Regions from separate parts of the Bicyclus anynana genome. Here region 2 is linked to region 1. Evidence: chromatin contacts called from public Hi-C data. All regions are on one chromosome and are shown on one strand. The core of a region is the stretch at or near the end of the contact, and the rest is flanking DNA. Distances in the headings are between cores, read along the strand shown.

Region 1 (6,217 bases), core at 2,640-5,139:
CGCGCGGTCCTGGGTTTGAATCCTGGGGAGGGCTATGATGTGGAGGAGTCGAAGAAGCTCATGAGCCACCGCATTATTATAAATAAAATCCATGATTTTTATATCCAAGTAAATTAATAACGTATTAATTATTAGCAGCGTGGTAAGTCGAAACTCCAGCCTCCAATAAGAAAGCCTGATGAGTATGATATAAATAAAATAACACTTTATAAATAAATCAAAAACGTAAGGTTCATCTGATGTTAACTTATCTCCGCCAAATGTATTACTATAGTCTCAGAATGTCCGTACTTTTTGATATAAGCCTTAATTTTTTTGCAATTTGCAATCTACCTTCATTCAGTTATTCACAACATGCGTTAGACGGTTCGAAATTCAAAAAACTGCACGTTCGTACACGACGGTGCAGGTAACGTCGCCTCATGCTTCATCACCTGCTTCCTCCATCTGTCGCGAGGCATTGTGTTCTCATGGCGAAGCACGTGCACCCATTGTTACACCTTTTTTGATCAAACTCTGAATCACGCACTTTTTTGATATACGACGACAAACACCATGTTTCCCACAGTTTCTCTACCTGCATACAATGACGACCTAACTGTTGTTGTACCCATCGTTATAACAAACATGCATTTTGCTGTCAATGTACTAAATGTATTTTATATTTATAAAGAAAAGGTCGATAAATGTACGACGATGTATAAAAATCAATCAAGATACAAAACAGTTGTTTACTTTAATGTTGTAATTTTATTTAATCAATTACGAGAAAATAATTACTCTTTATTTGCACAACACAAAACAAGGAAACAAACAATAGAATCGACAATCATTTTCGACAGCTTTTTGTTTGGCACCAATTCATTATCTACTTAGCCCTTGACTTAAAACTGTCTCAAACGACCTTTTAACGTACCTGCTCCTGCCCGTAATCAGATTTAGGAGATAGCGTTATCTGAGAAATGTGATATTTATTTCTTTTATTTGTACGTTTAATTCCACTTGATAAAACGAAACGTTGAATTCCAAGAATGTTGAATGCAACATGAGACTGATTAAAGTAATTTTCAAACTCCAGGAAGAGCACATTTGATATAGATAGTGATCAATGATCATTTGATCAACATTGTACCATTTGCAGAAAAACTGGCATGCTTTTGTCATAACTTAGTTAAACTATTAAGCTGTTATATCTTAAGTAACCACAAAATAAGCATTATCTTCTTACCAATAAAGGTACTCGATTTACCTATGAAACAAAGTTTAATGTCTAAAGATGACACTTGAGTATATTTTGAAAAAAATTCAGTTATAAACGTAAATTAGAACTACCTAATACTTAAGATACTAATAGGTAAGTTGGTTGTGGTTACTCAATCTGAGTGTGAAAATTATAAACATGTAATTTCCTAGTGTAAATTAGAGAGTTATTAATTAGACGGCACGCGGCACTGGTTTTATGGAGTTTATAGATAAAATCAGTGAGAACATTCACAGCTGACACTTTCAAGTCGAGCTTCGCAATTATATCCAATAATTGATGTTTAGCACGTCGCATATCTACTTGATTTCTTGAGATAAAACGTTGTCATAAACGCGAAAGTTTCTGAAGATTGATGATATTTAAACTCTGTGAATGTCAATAGGACTGAGTTATTTTAATTAAATCAACGAAACAACGAAACGATTAAACATTCCATTCATAGTTATGTAACATTATGTAGTTACATTTTAATATTCAAATCTGTCATTACACTCCATAAGAATCATAATAGTGTCGTAAAGTTTGATTATATGTCTGAATGTGAACGTGTTACCGATATTGTGCAACGATTTCCGATTTATGTGGCACACACACACACACACAGGCAACAACTGAGGCTCTTTTGTTGATTTTGTATGAACTTTCACCCTCAGCCCGGAGCCAGCCTTTTGAATTAGCACTTCCGATCTAAATGAACTGACAAACATTTCAATTACATTTTGGTTAATGTCGAGTGGAGCTACAGATACGAGTAGGACTGTGTAGTTAACGTTTAACTTACCAACATCATCCCAATCTACTTTGAAGCCATATTAAATATAGAGACAATCGGGACACAATTTCTAAGCTCACTCAATTAGAGTCCAAGTCGAAGTAAGTTCAGAGGTGTTTTATTAAAAAAAACGTTCTCTATAGCTGATGACGTCACAGTGCAGCTGTTTTGAAAAAAATAATGTTCAATGTGACATGGAAACCTAACTTCCGCACAGTATAACAAAGGTTACAATTTTTTCAAAATTGAGGAAAACGGATATCATTAATCAAAGATTCAGTGAAAATGTTTCGTGGCCTCCGGGATAAATAAAATATTGTGACATCTTTCACTTCTTCTCTGCCGATTATAGATATACATCATGCACACAAGGTCAGCTCCGGATCTAAATGAGAATAATTGCCAATTCGTTAGCACAAGATGTCGCATAAAAGTGAATTATATGTGCGATAAATCTCTTAGTTAACGACATACATTGTACGCACAATTACTCTTTGTAATTTTAATCTTTCTGAAAAAAGTTTTTAGGCTTCTGTATTCAGTATATTCATTTTATTGACATATTTTAAATGTTTTGGCTAGTAATTTTTGTGACCGGCCGCCTGCCTGACGTCAACCCTCCTTGGGAAGGCCAAAGAAGAGATGGTTGGATTGTGTGAAAGAGGACATGTGTGTAAAAGGAGTGGATGATGAGTTGACGAGAGATAGAGACGAATGGAAAAGATTGACATATTTTTCCGACCCCACTTAAGTGAGATAAGGGTTAGGAGATGATGATGTATTCAGTATATTCATTTTACTATTGTTGTCTGTATTTATCGACTCATAGTTTTAGTTATCATTGATACGACTGATCTTACATCTATTCCGATTTATGTCTTTATTTGTATAAACAATACTCGTAGTAGGTACTCGTATGAAGGAATATATAAAGACAAACGTTAGACAACGCTTACATACTTCCTTTTAAAATATTAGGTATTGCCTGATGCTAATTGCCATGCCTAAATGATGATGCTATCTTCATCATTATCATCATCATCGTTTCAGTCGATGGACGCAACTACAGGACATATGCCTTTTGTAGGGACTTCCAAACTCTACTATATATTACAATTATTCTATGCTTCCCTATAATTTGTCAAAGTAACGCCCTGGTTCTCCTGCACCTTGATCGTAACTTGCCCAAGTGATCTATTAAATCACTACACTATGGTGCTAAGCTGACATTATAACATAATACGTTGTTGAAACTATAACGTAACATTATAACGTAATACAGTGTTAAAATATAAGTTTCAGTTTGTTTCTGTATTGAATACAGGGTTCCCAACTTAGGGGTTTTCCCCCCAGATTTAGGAGGCAAATAAGTGAAATAGGATTTTTTAGGGGTCTGAAATTGATAGGGGTATTTTCAGGGACTTTTGACTATTTAATATTTTTAAATTGATGATAATTTTAATTTCTTTCTTGACCTAGCGACTTATAACGACATAATATAATACGTTATTCTACAACCACTCTGAGGCAACTGGCGGCAATTTTCATCGAATAAAAAAAAATGTTAAATTTATTCATTGTCAACATGTATGATTTCAAAAAATCTGAATCTTCAGATAGAAACGTAATATTTTGTCTGTATTAAATATAGACTTTTGAAACATATTACAGCATATTATTTCTAAATTATTATGAATTTATATTTTTTAGGGGGACAACTCAATATTTTGGAGAGTTGGTAACATTGATTGAATATTGGCATTGTTGTATTCCAGGACTCGATGTCTCCGCTCCGCGCGCTGTGCTATCCGGGCACCGACGTGCTCATGCTGTGCTTCTCCGTGGTGCGGCCGGAGACGTTCCGCTCCGTGGCCGAGCGGTGGACGCGCGCGGTGGCCGGTGTGCGCGCACCCTTAGTGCTCGTGGGCACGCAGAGCGACCTGGCGCTCGACGCTCGTGTTATACAAGCTTTAAGAGTAAGTAGCCACTTGATGGTGCGTCGAAAACAATCGCCTGTAGCGGAGCATGCAAGGAACATATCCCACAGCATCGCCCTGTGTCCATTAACCTAAAGAATAGATAAGCCTCATGTACCAGTAACACAGGCACAGTATCCTTCAGACCGAAACACAGCAATGCTGCTTGGCTTTCCATTTTCTCTCCAACTAAACGAGTAGTTAGTGTTAGGATTGGGAAGGATATAAAAGGTTAAAAGTACATCGATTTTCTCCCCAATGATGTCATCACGGACGTCCGCTAGTTAGTAATTATAAACATAAATGTTTAAATAAATGTTAAGTTTTTTATATTACCAAAAAATCAAATAACAAACAGAACTTGGCTGGCAAACATTCGTACGCCTCTATATGACGAGAATAAGTAACAATAAATATTCTATTCCAAGTAGGTATCGTGGTTATTTACAGAACATCTCCTTCTTAGACCATAAAATAAAAACAAATGAGGGTGAAATAGGGTGAAATAGCGATTGTTTGTAAGGAAAACCCTTCATTTTTAGAGTTACCTACAGTTTTAAAAATTTGTTCATAAATCGTAGAAAAAAATATAACGTGATTCAAGAATTATTAAAATTCAACCCCTCCATTGGTGAAATAGGGGTTTACATTGATTTCCACGCGGACAAAGTCGCGGGCATCTGCTAATAGATTATAAAATAGAGGATAGTGATGCGTTCATTTTTAAGATTGTATTATTTTTTTTCAGTCGCGTGGCGAGCACGCGGTCACAGAAGCGGAGGCGCGGGCGTTGGCAACAAAAATAAACGCCGTCTATGTGGAAACCTCCGCGAAAACGAGGAAGCAACTGAAGGACGCTTTCGACGCCGCCATCTTAGCGGGGTTGCCAGTTGTATCGAGCAAACGACCCTTTTGGAAGAAATTGTTGTGTATAAATTAGCATTAAAATATATTTAAAATAATTGTTCCAACGACAGATTCGTGTAAAATGTATTTTTTTATGGATTGAATGTTGTTGCTAAAAATGGTTTACTCACCAGCGGTTAAATTGATAATTGCAGACTGAAACCATTAGCAATTTAGTAACTTATGAAACTGAAGATCCATTAATACGTCTGTTAAACCCATAGTGTTATCCCAAAATCAATTAGAAATTAAACATCATTGTGGGTATTAATCAACTGAAATGGAAATGTAAAACATTTTTAAAAACCTCAATACAGGTATAGCATGACATGATCTACTTTTGTTGATATGAACATTCCTAAATAATATGTTATAAACTTATAACTAGATAATAGGTCCATTCAAAAGACAAATAACGTCGAAAATTGTTATACAATTGTGAGACTGTGACCCATATTACAATCATTATTATCAATTAATTATTTAATTGCATTTCATCAATCAATGCATTTCCAATTAATACACTTCAATAAAACTGTGCATTATCTAATAAAAATAATTATGAAATGTTACCCACACTTAATAAATTCGGGTAATAATAATTAAAAAATACTTATAAACTCCAAAGTCTAGTATAAAAACGTTGAAGAATAGGAAAAAAGTGTTATTTCATATAAGTATGCATGTGCCTTAAAAATATAGTATAATAATAAAGTTGAACATTTTTTTATCTGCAATGTTCTGGATGATTGATGATTGTTTAAATCTGACAGGAACCCAAAAATTTCCAAGTTATTCCTTATAAAATTATGACAAAATAATAAAAAACATGTGATCAAAAAATAAATATTGTTTGTGCCTTTTATTAAATTTGTGTCAAATTGTTTCATTTTTATTTAATTAAATGTCTTTGAGGCTGCTTTTTATAGATGTGTTGCATAGCTACAATTTGTTGTGTTGTGTAACAGTGTGTTTGAAGTTTGTAGTTAAATATTTTAATGAATTTATCGATAAATTTTGACATTTGTACAGTAAATTTATGTAATTATAATGACGATATCATGAAAAAATAATAAAACAGATTATTTTAATTGTTATACTCATAAGATGTAAATAATAAGCAGGAATGTATGTTAATGTTGTTTTATACTCAACACGAACTGATAATTATATTTTATTACAATTTACATATTTTCGTTTTTATTTTATAGGTACCTAATATTTGTATTCCTTATAACTTGGTTATACTAGTTACCTTAAACACAAAAACTAATTATTGTTCCTTTTGGTAATGCATAT
Region 2 (6,217 bases), core at 2,306-4,805, 48 kb before region 1:
CAAGTTTTAGTTAAAAACACAAACCGTCCATATCTCACCAAAGTATCTATGCCAATTGGGTTTTTCTTTTTATCCTCTAGTCTTTTCTGCTTTTCCAACTTTGCTTGTTCCTTTCGTTTTTGTTTCTCTTCTTCTTTATGCTTCTTGACAGCCTCTACCTCTTTTAATATATCCTCTTTAAATGGACACACATTAGGAATCACAACAGGCTTGGGTTTCTTTGATTTGGGATTCTTCTTTGCTTCTTTTCTCAATTTTCTATTGTGGTCTCTCACTTTTTTCTCTATTTTATATCTGAGACGCGCTGGTTGCCTTTTTGATGGCTTTTCTGAAATAATCAAGTATATTAAAATGTTGATAATCACTTGAACATTCACACCATAAAATTTTTACTCATAAAACTAGTAGATGGATAAAATAGCTTCTGATCAAGTAGAAAATAATTTCATAACATAAAACAGGAACTACACATTGTAGCCAAGGAGAATAAAAGCCAAGACATCTCAGTAAAAACATCTCTTAAACTAGAGCAAAATAAGAGATAATACCGTAACAGCAATGATTACTAAGCAGCTAAATGTTAAATAAATACTTGTCAATAAATGGTTTTGTTAAATTATTATGCACATGCTTAACCTCTACTCTTACTAAATACAAATGCTGATCACTATTTTACTATTGTTTAAGACCCAAACAGTTTTAAATATTACATAAAAATGATTATTCCTTAATTTAATACTGATTATAATCGAAAAAGTTAAGTTTTATTTACAAGATTTGTTGACTTACTCAATTTAAATTTAGCCATAGCGATTTATGTTTTAATAATCCGCTTCTAATAAATTAAAACAGAAACTATTGTACGACGGGATCTTTCGCTTTATTAGCTACAACGAAACGTACACTGCTAGCATTAATACTATTTTATGACCAAATTAAACAAAAAATATCCACATGAACTTTTCTTTTTTTCACAATCACATGTTGACTGTTGACGGCAGTCGGCACATTCAATTTAACATTGACAGTTGATACTTGACAGATGTCTAATAGTCTATGTTGATGACAGCTGACAGACCCTTAGACGGCGTAATCAGTAGACGGAGCATAATAGACCACAGAGTGACTGTGACTGTGAATAGCTCTTAGATCTCTGAAATTACCAAGACAACCTAATAAAGACAACCTGATAAATTATTATGATCTCTGAAATTACCAAGACAACCATAATTATGTGAAATTACAATTCCTTAGAATTTAAATAAATGTTAAACCTCTATAAGCTTTGGTCATTTATTATAATACACCTGTGGCTAAGAAAAAGAATAGTATCATAGAGAATAAGAATATTAACTTAATCTGTAATTATGATTCTTATTGTCTATGGCTCAAGTTCAAGGCAATATGTTCCTTGGTTCAAGCAGTCAAGCTCAAGATTCAAATCATGCCATGGGAACTTAGAAGAACGTGAAATCTTTATGAAGCAGCGCCATCTACATTCTAGATTTAAGATTCCAGGATAGTAAATTCAATGACCCAAGGTGTGTATGTAATAAAATGTTTTTAGAGATTAAAACCGTGTAAGCACGGAAAAAAAAGAATTATTTTTCCTTTTAATTATGACGCGTAATAGGAAGAATGTGTTTGTATTTCTAAAGCAAAGGGATTATTTAAGAAATACAGTAAGTGTACATTAATTTCAACGATATTCTACATAGTCATTTGGCCTAGTGATGTATATCAAAGGTTCGATCTAATAATCCTGAGTTCGAGCCCGGGGGGTATCAATGGAAAACTTTTCGTCTTTTTTTTTGTTTTTCTCTATTGGTTTCTTCAACTATTACAAAATCCAAAATCTCTCTCCTTTACAAAAAAAACTTTGCATTATTATTTTTATAATATAATGGATACTATACTAAAAATACCGTAGCTAGTCACTAGATGGCGCTATCACAGGAGTTCCGAAAAAAGTTTGAGTAGCCTATCTATTTCCAATAATACACTGTAATCTTTGATTGATGATTCAAATCACAGACCACTTCAAATCTCAAATACTAAATTTAATTTACTTGTTAATTTTGTACATGAATAAGGATAAGTTGTTTAATATTTTTTTTTATTATTGACTAATAAATTAAGTGAACACTGTTGTTGAACCTTGTTTCATTAAAAAACATTTAAAACGTCCACCTATATGTGGAAGTCGTTTCATACCCTGTACCTACCTAATGTCGGTATATAATATGTCTGTAAGTAAATATTTATTTTATTCCAGTGGGTTTGTCAAAATTTGGAGATCGATGTTCTCGTCGCAAACTTGTAGATGCCTACATAAGTTAAACATGAAAGCTTTTTACTCACGACTACGCAGATCCTACTCTTAATAAGTGTTTAGAGTGGAGAATGTTTATGTATTTCAATGTCGCCATTTGTCTCCAAAACTATCTACTAGTCCGTTTTTGATGTAGTTTTCCGTGATGGGTACCTCAAGCATTTGATTTGTATATACGTGTTTTAAATAATTAATTTACTCTTTGATGTAGGCGTGTGTAAACTGATGTTGCCATTTATCTCCAATACTACTAGTCATATTTTGATGCAATTGTAGGTATGTAGAGAGTAGCGATTTTACATCGCACGAGAGAATTCTGTCGGGGCATCATAATTTTAAATTTCAACATAAATTTATATAAGTATATATACCTACTTACATACACGAATCAATAAAATATTTACAATTTATTCACGTTACTTTAAAGCAGCAAAACTTTAGTTCTCTAATGGCAGCCCCGCCGCAGGAGCTGGCGAGTTACGGAGTTACTGACATACGGACTGTTGATATTATTATTAGATAGGTACATCTATCACATTCAAGTTCCGCTAATCTTCACGCAACGGTACATTATTATTATTTAATTTTATTACACAAACAGTTACGTAAGTCACTGTAAACTTTCGTCTTAATCCGACTTTTGATAAGTTGTTTTAATCGATTCACCCACTGAGGTTAATCTAGCAATGCATAGGTAACTACCTGCACAAATAAATAAAATTGAAGTGTCTGTCTGTGATTTCAAAATAACTATGTTATCCTAAGTGCTTAAAGTTATTTACACATTATTATAACACAGTTAAGCTTCTTTAAAATGTTTGTCGTCCTGTCTGTCAGTTAAGCCAAACAAAACTACATAACGACTGAGCCGATTTTAACGGAAGTCTCACTAGTAGATAGAGGAGGTTATGGAGCAACATAATATAGGCTATTTTTATCCCGAAAACATCCATGGTTCTCGCGGGATTTGTTAAAAACTTAATTTCGTGGACAAAGTCGCGGACGTCCGCTAGTCGTAAATAAATCTCTGATACAGGTCATTTCAACTTAAATTTATAGTCACGGCCATCAGCTAGCTCGACCATAGGTAAACAAAACACGTCTCGTTCATTCATTGTGTACAACATTTCGTTGAATGAGCAGCGTTGCGTAGCGTCACCGAGCATGCCGCTTGACATCCTCGCTTTGTTCAAGGAACAGCTGCATTCGGAGCGCGAAACGGTCGTATACCTGAACAGGTAATAGAAGCAACAGGTCATTCCATCGGGGGGAGCTCCGCGCCCGAGCGGCTGACTGACTCGGCTGCGCTCGCAACGACCGCGCGCCAGCCGCGACCGCCGCCAGTCGCGTTCTGCCTTTCACAGGGACCGTGTGTCCGTTCGCGTTCGCCGCTCGTCGACTTTCACGCGAGCGATCGTATCGCGTTCCGAGTTATGTGCGCGAACGCACGCTTCGATAACCCTCCGTCCGTCCGATCGTGACAGTGCCAATGTCTCCCAGCCTGGAGGGGATCATGTTCAACAGGAGCCCGAACCTGTCGGCGCGACGGCCGCTGCTCGCCGAGCCGCAGAAGCCTGCGGTGGTCCCGCCGAGGGCGCCGCCCCGGGACTACGGCCCGCAGAGGCCCTCGCCGGCGCCCCGACACCTGCCGCCCGACCGACGCTACCAGCCGGAGTGCTGGAAACCGTCGAACGTCGAAATCGAAAAACGACTTCAGGAGACGAGAGCCCGAGAAAAGATCGGCTACTTCCAAGACAAAATAACGCCTCCAGAGTTGAATTTGGACCGTAGGGAGGCGGAGTTAGTGTTCAGATTCGATCCTCACGCGTCCGCGGAATATCTTTCGGGTCAGTATCAAGCTCCTACGGTTCAATATGCAAAGCCCCCGACGCCGGTGAACGGGTTCGCTAACCGTCTGCCGGAGAGAGACGGCCCCTTCGTGTTCGGCGTGCACAGCCCCAGCCAGTTCCCCATCCCGCGCCGGGAGGACGACGACTACGACTACTCGGAGGTGGCCGAGGAGAACGGCCGCCCCGTCGTACGGGACGACGAGTCCGCTGACTTGAATTGCTGTGATAAAGTGAACGAGTGGGCAGTGCGGGACAAGAAGAGCCGGAGGACACTGAATCGAATGTTCCAAATCAAGGATAGACGAAAAGTGAAAGGTGGGAAGAAGGAGAAGATAAAGTGTGTGTTAGTGGGTGACGGAGCAGTGGGCAAAAGTTCTCTGATAGCTGCGTACGCGCAGGACACATTCCGGGAAGAGTATCAACCCACGGCGTACGACACGTTCAATGGTAAGTAATTAGTGAGCCGTCAGCCGTCAGCAGACTGCCGACCGAGAATTCTATTGTCACAAGTTATCGTTGAAAGCCTTGATTTGAAAAGATAAATATAGATTACAGCCCATTATTAATTGTATTTAAAGCGATAACATCGTTAATAATGACAAGTTTTATTATCTGAATGGCGCCGTGTAAATTGTTTTTGGCTGGATTTCCAAATTTTGAAATGGTTGTCCTTACTCTTATAACGAAAGTAAATTTCTGTAAGTGTAGGAAATGTATGATTCCAACAGAAAGGAATATTTCAAGTTAGCTTGATAAAAGTTGCTTTAACTTGGAATATTTTATCGAGAAAACGGTTTTTTTTAATATTTAATGGAAAAGAGAAATCAAATAATAAAACAGAAAAACATATAACTGTAAGCAAATTACTTCTTACTTAACTGCTTGTTGTTTTGGTGTTTAAACATTAAGGTGTTTCTTCTGCATTTTCTTTGTATTAATCAGACTAACAATATTTAAGAGTTGTTACCAGTTAACTTACTGCAACAAGTTTATTAGGCTGGAAAGATCTGAAGATCCAATTACAACAGTTCAACTTTCTTTATGCAATTAATAAAATAAAATAAGAATCAAAGTACGTTGTTATACAAACACAAATGTTTATTTGCTTCGTGTAACATTCACGCCATTTTAACATAACTCTTACGTGTACCTTTAATAAGAACTAAATTTCAATGTTTCAAATAAGTATCTACTTGAGGCAAGTTTTATTTCTTTAGTACTCTTTTGAAGAAATGTAAGCCCTGATACGATTGTGTGGGTGCGTCATATCGCGATAAGATATCAAAATGACTGCAAATATATAAATAAATACATTAGGACTTTTGTGTTTTGTTTTCCGTATTCTTGCGTCCTCTGATATTATTAAACAATTCTCTATGTTGCCTTCTCTGATTATTCAACATTTATCTATTGTGCCTACATCATTTTCTTTTTTCATTGAATTTCATTCATAAAATGTTTTATATGTTCCTAATCATTTGATAAAATTTTACTTTTCTTATGCTTGTAAATAGCGTTTTTAGCTACTACGACAATGAGTTGAACCACTTGGGTAGTCTTTGAGAATAATGTCCAAAAAGATATTAATGTGGTTATTGGAATACTTTAAACGCCGATAACTAAATCAGTTTTTTTTATAGATATACCTACAAACTTTGCTAATTATATTTTCATCATTACAAGCTAGAACTGAAGTACTATTCTTGCCAGCCCCCAAAATTTGTTGATATTTAGGGCGTTATTTTCCCCCGCGGCGTGATTGAGCACTTGAGCAGTAACTCAGTCCTCGAAGTCTACTCTGGAGGGAGAAATATTACTTTTGTGAATTTTTAGTAAAAAAATTTATGCAATCAATGCTGACATGTCTTAACCACCATTAATTACATCATCGGAGACTACTAAGTAACATTTCTCATTCTTTAAATTTATAAAATGTCACTAAAGAAGTAAGTCACGTTCAGAGATACCACATTCTACTAATTACATATTATAGAAAATACCCGAACCATACACATTCTGCTCACGTGTGATCATA

The links. Hi-C and Micro-C count contacts between places; a contact is called where the count stands out from the background.
Region 2: a Hi-C map of whole larva shows a contact between it and region 1, with 4 times the contacts expected there. The contact joins the promoter of LOC112045072 here to the enhancer-like site in region 1. A contact is called at or near these places in 2 of 2 Hi-C or Micro-C datasets (whole body and whole larva).

The regions. Positions count from the first base shown.
Region 1 is chr7:211,528-217,744 of ilBicAnyn1.1, reverse strand. It overlaps LOC112045072, which reads left to right. Exons shown (of 4, transcript XM_024081138.2): 3 at 3,812-4,012; 4 at 4,761-6,105. The coding sequence ends at 4,952. Among protein-coding and RNA genes, the nearest start is that of LOC128198245, 7.6 kb to the right of the region's middle. Within about 2 kb of position 3,889, at least 8 of the 8 cell types and tissues checked have open chromatin away from gene starts, as enhancers often do.
Region 2 is chr7:258,932-265,148 of ilBicAnyn1.1, reverse strand. LOC112045072 reads left to right here and starts at 3,555. Exons shown (of 4, transcript XM_024081138.2): 1 at 3,555-4,629. The coding sequence starts at 3,822. LOC112045074 (guanine nucleotide-binding protein-like 3 homolog) reads right to left here and starts at 995. Exons shown (of 9, transcript XM_024081141.2): 1 at 790-995; 2 at 39-328. The coding sequence starts at 808.